Regions from separate parts of the Mus musculus genome. Here region 2 is linked to region 1. A link is a contact called in public Hi-C data. All regions are on one chromosome and are shown on one strand. Each heading gives the region's core, a stretch centred on a gene start, on an enhancer-like site or on the middle of the called end of the contact. The rest is flanking DNA. Distances are from core to core; before and after follow the strand shown. Region 1 overlaps Supt3 (SPT3, SAGA and STAGA complex component). Region 2 overlaps Supt3 (SPT3, SAGA and STAGA complex component).

Region 1 (4,996 bases), core at 808-3,307:
GTAATGTGAGAAAACATGGAGATATATATCTTTAAAAGAAAACTGAGACATTTCATAAGTGTAAATAAATCAGTGAAATAGACTTTATTTAAAAACGCAGTTGTTCACTGTAGGTTAATTTATCTGTATTAACCCTAAACTACTGAGTGTTATCACATTATCTACCTAATATAATGATTAATTCTTTAATATTAGCTTCTTTGATCATAAACTCAGATTTTGTGAGTTTTTTTAAATTGAAAATGTGTTTGTTTGTTTTTTTTAAATTGTACACTGTGCCTACCACTCTTCTTTGTTTGCAACTATAGTTGTCCTTTTAAAAGTATTTTCTTCTTTTCTTATATAATTTCTTTAGCATGTTCTGTTTTCCTGTAACTTATCACATTTGTTTTAAGTCTTTTTTCTTATTTAAGTAATTGTTATTCGTCTAGCCACCCACATTCAATATATTTTGCTGAGTTCCCGTGTTCTGCAGGCATGAGGCTAGGTGATATCTAAGAGGCAGGGGCATGGGGATTCTTGTGTGCTTATGTTGCTGATACAGTACGGATGTGTTTTATGTGTCTTGTGGTCGTTGATTATTGCATGAGGCAATTTTTGCCTTTCTTACTTTATAGATATGTACTTAGGTACAGAGACATTAAAGATTTACACAGAAAACATGGGTTTTAAGTCGCCTGGGTAGAATTTGAATTCACAATCTCTAATTTGTACAATCCTGGCTTGGTATGTGGGAGGCAGGTGCACACCATTAAGTATATTTCTGTCTTCATGGAGTGTGAAACATAGTGTACTCTAAGCTCTGCCTCATCACAAGGCATCTGTGGCTGCTCGAGAGGGTGAGGTTTTTATTACATTATCAACTCTTTTTCCTCGCCAGTCAGCTCCTTTAAAAGGCTTTCTCCGAATACAGTAGGAGACAAGTGGATTCTGCAGCTTCAGTTCTGGACTCACCAACTAGTAATTAAACACACGTGTGTAAGTAGGGTCTTCCCCACAGGTGGACGCAGAATGGCCGGCGATTGAGAACATAAGTATGTAAAGAAAGGTTACTGATGTTCTCCCGCGGTAAGACAGAGGAGGCTGAGAGGGTTTTCAGCTGCGAGGAGGAATCTTATGAAAATAATACCATTTGATCTTTCTTTAGATAGGTACTGTTTAAACCTTCAGAAACCTAGGGGAGGGTGACAGCACAAGGAAGGAGCACCACAAGTGAAGGAGAGCACTAGGAGTGAGCTTCAGGTAGCTTGAATGTAGCTGAAGGAAATGCGCTTGTAGAAAATACTGTCAGACTGGTGGTCAGTATTGGAATGTGGCAAACTGAATGGATGACTAGGGAATTTAATCTTTTGTCTGGGCATAGGAAACCTTTCTAAGGTGTTTGCCAAGTGACAGGTTTGATGTGCATTGACCTTGACTGAGGAGAATATGTAAGTAGCACCATGGAAGTTGGATTGGCTGGGGGAGAGACAGTGGCACCAGGAATGAAGGAGAGTAACAAATCAGTCAGACATTGCACAGGTTAGCTTGTTAGGTCTTAGAGGCTCATGGGAATAGTGAACTAGTGTTGCAGAGTATTTGATTACACTGTGAGCCCCAAGATTGTGTTATTTACTGAAAAAAACTGTTTCTAGTTATGGTGTGGCTCAGCCTTAGCACACCCACCTTTAATCTCTCTGGCTGGAATTCAGACAGGCCCTTTAGTACACACCTTTAATCCCAAACAGCAAAGGTAATGTTAGTTTGTAGAAGGAAGCACCCTTCTTGAAAGTGATGACTGAGTGGCAGACAAGGTCAGAGAAAGGTGTGACAGAATAGGAAGTGCCCAACTCTCCTGTGCTAAAAAGAAGGAGGCAGTTTTACCTGGAGAGTTTTACAGAGACAGTTTGGAGAGAGAACAAACTTGATACAGATAAAGACAAAACAAACAAGAGAATTCGAAGTAGCTAGAAGATTAGAACAGATGGCTGGAGTCAGTTCGAGGTCAAGCTGAGCAATTCAGGATAAGCCAGCATGAGTCAGTCAGCGTGGAGAGGGGTTTTGAGCCAGAACAGCTGAGTTGATCAGCTAGCCAGAGTTCAGAAAGCAAAAGAGAAGGTGAGCTTGCATAAGCTGAATAGCAGTAAGTCTTAGAGGCTGAGAACATTCTAGGCCTAGAATAGATTACTCAGAGCCTAGAAGCTTCTAGGACTAGGCCTAGGTTAGCAGAGGGAGGCAGTAAGCCACCTAGATGACAATTAACTCAGCAGAATAAAAGATACTTTTACAAACTAGTTAAAGGAGAAAGCCCAAGGTCTTTATCTTAGAGCAGTGTTCTTAATCTCCCTAATGTAGTGACCCTTTAATACAGTTCTGCATGATGCGGTGACTCCCAAACAAATTTATTTTTTGTTGCTGCCTCATAACTGTAATTTTGCTACTGTTATGAACTTTAAATATCTCTGTTTTCTGTTGGTCTTAGGTGACCCCCTGTGAAAGGGGTCTCAACCCATAGGTTGAGAACCAGTGTTCTAGCCCAATGAGAAGCTAATGGTATTAGATTGAGCAATGAGTTTTATCATTTGTATCTTAATTCCAAAAAAGATTTGAGGCATCTGTCAGGGCTGTTTACAGCAAGATTATAACACAATAGGATAGGGCAGGGAAGGAAATCAAAGTGAAGTCCTAAAGTAGTAGCCAGGCCTGCAGCGCTGGTGAGGGACTTTAAATATGCATTTCTGTTCTTCCTTCCAACAGCAGCAGGAAAGCACAGCACTGTGCACTGCCTCAGCACAACAGACCTAGTCCATGAACTATGGGTTGGGTGTTAGGATTGTCCCATGTTTTGGAGGTGAGGCCTGAGAACATTCCTTCCATGGAAACCTATGGGACCCTGTTATGTACTCAGCAACCAGTGTCATTAACTATATGTCTACAGTAAATATAAGATCCACATATTTGGTTGAATCAGTAAGATCTCTGACTTTGAACTGGGGAAATAGCACTATTAAGTAGAAACATTTATTTTTAAAGGTGTTGGTGGCAAGTCTGATCATAAAATTGGTGCTTTCAAATTGTGCTCAGTGGAGCTATAGGAATTTCATCACCAACATGGAGAAGTCCTTTCCTTCATTCTCTCGGCAGCGAGAGCTGCTTCTCCGTGTCTGTTTGAGATGCTACGTGCATCTTAAAATTTGCTGTTTGAACAGACTCATAAGGAAATGTTTGAAACTACTGATTCCTAAAGTGAAAAAGGGTTTTAGACTTCTATGAATGTATTTTTATAATTGATTATTTCTAGTTTTATGAGTAATGTCTAAAGTAAATGATGTTAAATCAAAAATATATATGATTGGCTATGTATAATGTTTACTTATTTTTTGTGATAAGGGACATGACAAAATGTTCCACTGAGCTTGAAAAATGAATACAGTAACATTCAAATGATTTTTAATGAGCAAAATTTCATAAAGTTGAGCCTCTAAAACTGTTGGCCTCTAACCAATTTTACAGTTTTGTGCTTTGGTAAAAAGTTTGACCATTCATAGCCTACCCTGCCTTTTAAAGATACCAGGCGTGTTCTTTTATATATAGTCTCATGAATGTACATTTGGATTTTCTTGTAGTACTTGATTATATTTACATCTAATACTCTTTGAGAATGTCTGATAGTTTTGACAGCTTGTGTCACCTTTTTACCTTAAAATGTCCGTGGGGTACAGCACAGGTAAATGGGTAGTTTCTCTGTCTCCTGTTCTCAGAAGCATCTTTATATGTAATTCTTTTGTCAGACTTATCAGGTTTGTTGAGTTCTGACTCAGGGCTTCCGGGAGAGGTGTCTAAGCCTGTAAGGATAAAGCTTGAGTAGAGAATAGGACATGGTGAGAGCTGAGCTATCCTGTTACAGCCTCATGTGTAGGGAGGTTTAAGGTTTCAGATCTTCTGTTTGGCTCACTGTCTCCCTGTTGGCTCTCCATGTGGGCTCATGCCATTGCTTATTTCTGAAGTGCTCCTATTTTCTCTTTCCAGGTATTCTTTTTTGTCTTAGGCTCACCTTACAGAGTCAGTATTTTCTTTTTCTTTCTTTCTTTTTCTCCTTGAGCCTTTCTAGTCAAAAACAAGTACTGGTTTAGATACAGTTTCTGTGCCCAAAGTACTAACTTGCTTAATACTTAATTAATTAACTCTTAATTCTCAGTGATTGTTAAATGTGTGGTAAACATCCCCTTCCTTGTAGTCTCTTACAAGGCATTGACCAGAACGTCATAAAATTACTAACCACCTGATTGCTTACACAGCTCTACCAGATGCCATTCAAAGGGAAGGCTCTAGATCTGAGCTCTCTGTTGAAAGTTTAGGATCTAGGGCACAGGACATATTGTAGTCACAAGACATATATGGGGAAAAAAAAGTTCATACAGGTGTGAATGAACAGCAGAACATATTTGCAATTAAGGACAGATCCAAATTAAAGATGTAAGCACAGGTAAGGTAAGTGCAGGCTGACTAGAAAATGCTGGGGAAAGCAGTTGAAGCAGCCCTCCCTCCACTGCTGATCATGGCAGCAGCTCTGTACTGCACATCACTGTGCATGCCAGGAAACAGAACTTGATTTCCTCTTTGGCTTGACAGTATCCTACCTACATTAACATTTTTCTTCAATCAGTAACCATGCAAGGGAAGAGGGGGAAAACAGGCAATCACGGTCAAACACTATTTTACCAGTAAGAAAGTGCTATAAAACATCAGAAGAGGACTAGATGCAAAAGTCTACCCATCCGCTTGAGATCTCTGCTGGTGAGTTTGGAGTGAGGATTGGAAGTGATTTGTGAGCATCTCAAACATGCTAGGAGCAACATGATTTTACCCAACAGCAGCAGTTTCACCAACTTAGTCTGGGTCGCAACCACTGGACACTGCTTCAGGGATACTGTGTAGATGCAATGCTATGAACTTAGAGGCAATGTGAGCAGAGGGAGGGAAGGGGAAGATTGGATGTATGTGCTCATCTGCACAG
Region 2 (4,996 bases), core at 1,212-3,711, 240 kb after region 1:
ACCAGCAAACAGTTATTGATTGAGTCATATCACAGTAAAACAAGAGGCCAGTGGCTAGGAAGATAGCTCATTTGGCAAGTTACTGCCATGCAAGTCTAAGGACCTGCATTCAAATCCCCAATACCCAGGGAAAATCTGGGCCTGGTTGGGTGTGCCAGTAATCCCAGCATGGGCAGGATGGGAGGATGGGAGGTAGCAACAGGCAAATCCCTGCAAGCTCCTAGGTCAGCCAGCCAGAACTGTGTAGGGAAGTTCCGGAAGATAACTCTCACAAACTAAAGGTGGAAGACACCTGAGACCAGCACCCAAAGTTGTTGGCTGATGGCTACAGACATGTATGTGCCAGCACACACCCCATACACACACTTCATGCGAATAAATAGGTAGATATGAGAAACTAAATCACACATAGAGGTGTGTGTGTGTGTGTGTGTGTGTGTGTGTGTGTGTGTGTGCATGTTTGCATGTTACCTATGTAAAATACTTGCTGATGTATACTCAGAAATTACACTTTAATCAAGCAGGCAAATGATCAAGAAAAGTCTAGATTTGTGTCCATGTGTTTGTGAGGATATGTTTTGGAGAGAAAGGAAGAAAGGAGAAGAGGGATCAAAAGGTAGAAGAGGAGAGGAGGCGGAGTCAAGAAGAACCATGTTCTTAAGGATCCCCAGCAGTAGGTGCTCCCTTTTTCCTTGCCCTTGCCTCATTTGTCTTTTCTGCCCTGAGAAGCACCTCAGGTGACAAGCCTGTAAACCGACAATGCAACTCACATCAGACAAGAAAGGAAAAATGCATGGCCATTAGAAATACTATGTTGATGATATCTATCCACAGCTGTGAGAAAGAACGTGAGAAAGTCCTTCCACTGCAGAAAAACTAAAATCTCAGGGATTTTTTTTTCTTTTTTCTTTTGCTGGTACTAGTCAGACTCCCCTTCCAAGAAGTACCAGGCTGTGTCATCTCAAACTGCTTCCCTTACCAAGGAAGCGGAAGCGGTCGTAGCCTTTGCCACCAAACCATGGGTGAAGTATAATTATGCTACCTCTGTGAGACAGTGTAGGAGCAAACATCTGCTGGCCTGGATCAGGAAAGCCACGAGTGCAGCTAGCCCAAGCTGTGAATCATCTGTGGACGCAGATTAAAGGAGCTGTGTTGTGTTTACCTTTCCCCTTATTTTCTTTGTAATTGAGAAGACTGTTAACTCTGGCACTGTGTTCTGAGGGGGATATATGGATCTCAGGCATTGACTCCTGTTTTCATGTCGCCACACCACACTGTAAAGCAGATAAATAGTTAATAATGGTTTCGATGTCTGCCTTCTCCTCCCCACAGTGTTTGCTTTTGTTTTTAAAGGATGGGATAAATAGAACACATTAGATGTGTGTTGGCTAAGTAAGCAAGTCCTTGAGTTTTAACTTTAATAGCAACAGAGCAGAAAGTATTGTAAGCTTTATTTCCAAAAGAAATAAACTTCACAACTGCCAGCTTTTACTTTGTATTTTTGTATTTTCTTTTCAATTACATGTGTGTGTACATGAACACGGAGCCAGCGGAGGCCAGAAGAGGGCCTCTGATCCCTTGGAGCTGGAATTACAGTTGATTGTGATTCACCAGATGTGAGCACTGGGAACCAAATTCAGGTCCTCTGGAAGGATGGTACACTGTCTGCCATGGACTCTGGCTCCAGCCCCAGCCCCAGCACAGCTCTGATTATTTGTCATGGTTATGTAACATATTTCATGTCTGTCACCAGACTTGACTGCTCTCTTAGATCAAGAAAATGGTACAAAAAGCCTAAATATCTACTCTGGAAATGTATGTTAAGAGTCTACTTCTTTAAAAACTTGGGGTTGGTTGGTTGGTTGATTTATTTATTTATTTATTTTCCATTAGAGAGCAGAAAGACAGACTCGTACTATGGATTCAGCTCAATATGCAGAATTCTGTGAAAGCCGACAGTTAAGTTTCTGTGAGTACACATTTTACGTCACTAACAGATGTGTGAGGAATTGTGTTCCAGGTGTGCTAGATTGTGACATGCTCTCTGTTTCTTAGAAACTAGTGTATTCAGTGCATGCACCCTTACGGTCATTACAGAAACAGTGTCTGTGCAGGGGAGCCTGAAGACCTCACTGTACTCTCCTGCTACACAGTTAATGGTGGTCAGAAAGTTGAAGCATATGCACACAGAGGCAGCCATGGAACTATTCTTACAGCCTCTGTAATCAGAACAGTCACTTTTTTCTTACTTTCCCATTTCCTGGTCATGCTTACTTACTGAAATACAGTATTGCTGACTGCACTTGACCCATAGTGACATTAGTAGTCATGACATTTAAAAGCCTCCAATGTTCACTGTAAGCCCCATCCTCGCTTTTATGCACACTCATGTTCCCACACAGTGGCTTCTCAGTCATGCACTTCCCGTTGTCCTCAGCCTCCTACTGCAGCATGCGCTAAGTGCTAGCCAGAGCCATGAGTCAGTGCTTCTGCCACGGGAGTGACCTCACTTCACAGTGAAACCAGGGTCTTCCCTCCCTCAACAGCAGCTGGGAAAAGCACTTGCGACCCTAACCATGGGCCAGACTGCATCAGCCCTGCGATGACTAGGGCTCTTGCGGTAAAGGTCAAAAGAAAGGGCAATGAAGAGTACATTTAAAGCTATGACACAGTCACACATGACCCTCATCTGAGAAGTTATAGAAACAATGATGTCTTTAAATGAAAAGCAACTGTGTGGTCACGATAACCATGTATTTGATTTGGAAAAAGAAAATGAGAACAGCCTTTTAGATCATGAAGTGCAGATAAATGACACATTTCAAATCGCACTGCCCCATGCAAGCATCAGTAGAATATAAGAAAACGTGTTTTGTAAGATTTTTTTCTAAAAAAAAAATATATTTTCCAATCTGACTAACAACTTGGCATAGGACATCTGTGAAGCATTAAGTAAATGACACTTCAGATCATGGCAATTTCAGCAAATGAGAGGGTTTTGTATGGTAATTTTGGGGTTTAAATACGGCATTCAAGTATTTTATAAGCATAAATCTCCAGTTCATAAAGTAGCATTTAGTGCAGTTGAACAATTTTTTAAATCATATTTTAAACTAAATTCACAAGAAAAAATGGAAGTGCTGTTGCACATTGCAACTGATGGTCTTGGTCTTGTCTTGCATCTTTTGTTTGAAAACTGGATTTTGTTATTTCTTTTCTGTTGTGTTATTCACAAAGAAAAACTATTGTGGATGGAACGTAATAGTTTCTCCGTCTGATAAAATTACAGAATATGTAGCATATTATGTATAATTTTCTTTTCTGTGGGATTAAAAGATTTTGTCATTTAAGAATATCATATAGTGTCCATGAGAGCTTCATCATGGAACCTGGGCGGGAGACTCTGTTCCTACAACAGGAGGCATCCCTGTGCAGGTGGAGAGTGCGGCTCTGGGCAGTCTTCTCCTCCTGATGAATTCCCAGGATGTGGGAACTGTGACTTGCCTTCTTAAGTATCTGTTCATGGCAGTTTCTGAGATCAGTGGTGCTATGCACACTGAGTGACCTCCATGAGCACACTGGGGCACATGTACACATACTGCCATACCCCTCACAGACAAACAGGTGTTTAAAAAATGTAAAGAATAGACTCTAGCATTTCACTAAAAATATTTTTTTTAGTCATTTGTTTATTTACTATTGCCATGGTGAGTCTGTTAACAGCAGGCATTTTATTTTCTGGGGAAACAGTGGGGACTCACATCTCTACAGTGAGTGCTCACACTCTTGCAAAGACATTGCTAATTCTCTCCCTTATGGGGTGGGGCTGAAAACTAATAATAATCCTTTTCTTACCTTAAAAGCAGGTTGCTTAAAATAGTCACTGTGTGCCTCTGTGTTCCTAGTGCTCTGTCATGGGGCAATAGAGGAAGAAGGCCCATTTTATTGATCGTGCCAAATTGCTGCCTCTTTAACCTGAACTTGAGAAGTATTCCACAGATGTTGAACAAGCGTTTGTGAGCCGCTCCAGCTTGCTTGCTAGATGGAATGCTGCATGTCAGAGATCTGAAGGCTGGATACTTTAGAGGGGGCTTTGAGGGGAATTATCATCATTCTGCCACATTTGACAGCCTAGGACATGAGCATCAATAGCAAGGCCTCATGTCCTCTGTGCTTTATGTAAAGGAACGCTCCTGTGTGTGGAGTGCATGAGAATTCTGACCAGAACCAAACACCATGCTCTGAGTTGGTGAGACTTACAGACCACTAAGGCCACATTAGTCACAAGATAATCAATGTTTTGTTTTTAAGATTCCCTTACAGATATGATTAAATCTATACTATCTGCCCTTCTCCCTCTAAATTTCTAGTTAAATTAGTAATGTCTAAAGAAGTCCAATCAGACTGTTAACTCGGGGCAGGTACAGGCATTTCATGAAAGGACTGTGTGCTGCCTGGTTCCATGTATGCATGGTCTGATTACCTAATGTCCAAGAATTTGAAGCATGTTCTCTGCTAGCAAAGAACTTACACCATGGTCTGAGAAATCTGTACACACATGAAATAAATGTGGCCACTTCCATCAACCATGTAAGAACCTTTTCCTTGGATGCTCAGGATTGGCGTTTAGGAGGTGATGGGTGGGGTGGGGGCAGATGAGAACAACGAGCTAGCTGAAGACCAGCTCACAGCCTCTGGGCCAGAAGGGCAGAAAGTTTGGTTTAGAGAGTTAGGCCTAAGAATTTGGACATCTCCATAGTCAGCAAAGACATAGCTATGGGTTATCTCAGGCTAGCAATGGTTTGTTTAATTCTCAGTTCACAATTTTAGTAGTTCACAGTTTTGAGAAGGATTGGAAATGCAGTTTCTTTCTGTCTTCCTTCATCACACTTTTTCTTCCAGAATTTTATTTCAACAAGAAAAAGTTGTGTGGAGAAGGCAGCTTTTCTATTGGTAACTAAAATTCTGGCCAATGGTAACATATTGTGAAGCACTG

Evidence for each region. A called contact is a pair of places that touch in the nucleus more often than the background predicts.
Region 2: a contact with region 1 is called in a Hi-C map of the C2C12 cell line, with 1.9 times the contacts expected there. The contact joins two enhancer-like sites. A contact is called at or near these places in 1 of 15 datasets of contacts at CTCF or cohesin (the NIH/3T3 cell line), 5 of 484 Hi-C or Micro-C datasets (the C2C12 cell line, the HPC-7 cell line, cumulus cells and 2 more) and 1 of 115 datasets of contacts at active chromatin or transcription factors (the 230-238 cell line).

The regions. Positions count from the first base shown.
Region 1 is chr17:44,795,539-44,800,534 of GRCm38.p6, forward strand. All of the region lies in intron 2 of Supt3 (SPT3, SAGA and STAGA complex component), which reads left to right. It also overlaps a transcript of Runx2 not described here. Among named protein-coding and RNA genes, the nearest start is that of Supt3, 21 kb to the left of the region's middle. Within about 2 kb of position 2,058, at least 17 of the 459 cell types and tissues checked have an H3K27ac peak or open chromatin away from gene starts, as enhancers often do. A contact at or near this core is called in the C2C12 cell line and the NIH/3T3 cell line, where this site is marked.
Region 2 is chr17:45,031,345-45,036,340 of GRCm38.p6, forward strand. Supt3 (SPT3, SAGA and STAGA complex component) reads left to right here. Exons shown (of 12, transcript NM_178652.3): 7 at 1,894-1,969. Among named protein-coding and RNA genes, the nearest start is that of Gm35097, 110 kb to the right of the region's middle. Within about 2 kb of position 2,462, at least 32 of the 459 cell types and tissues checked have an H3K27ac peak or open chromatin away from gene starts, as enhancers often do. A contact at or near this core is called in the C2C12 cell line and the NIH/3T3 cell line, where this site is marked.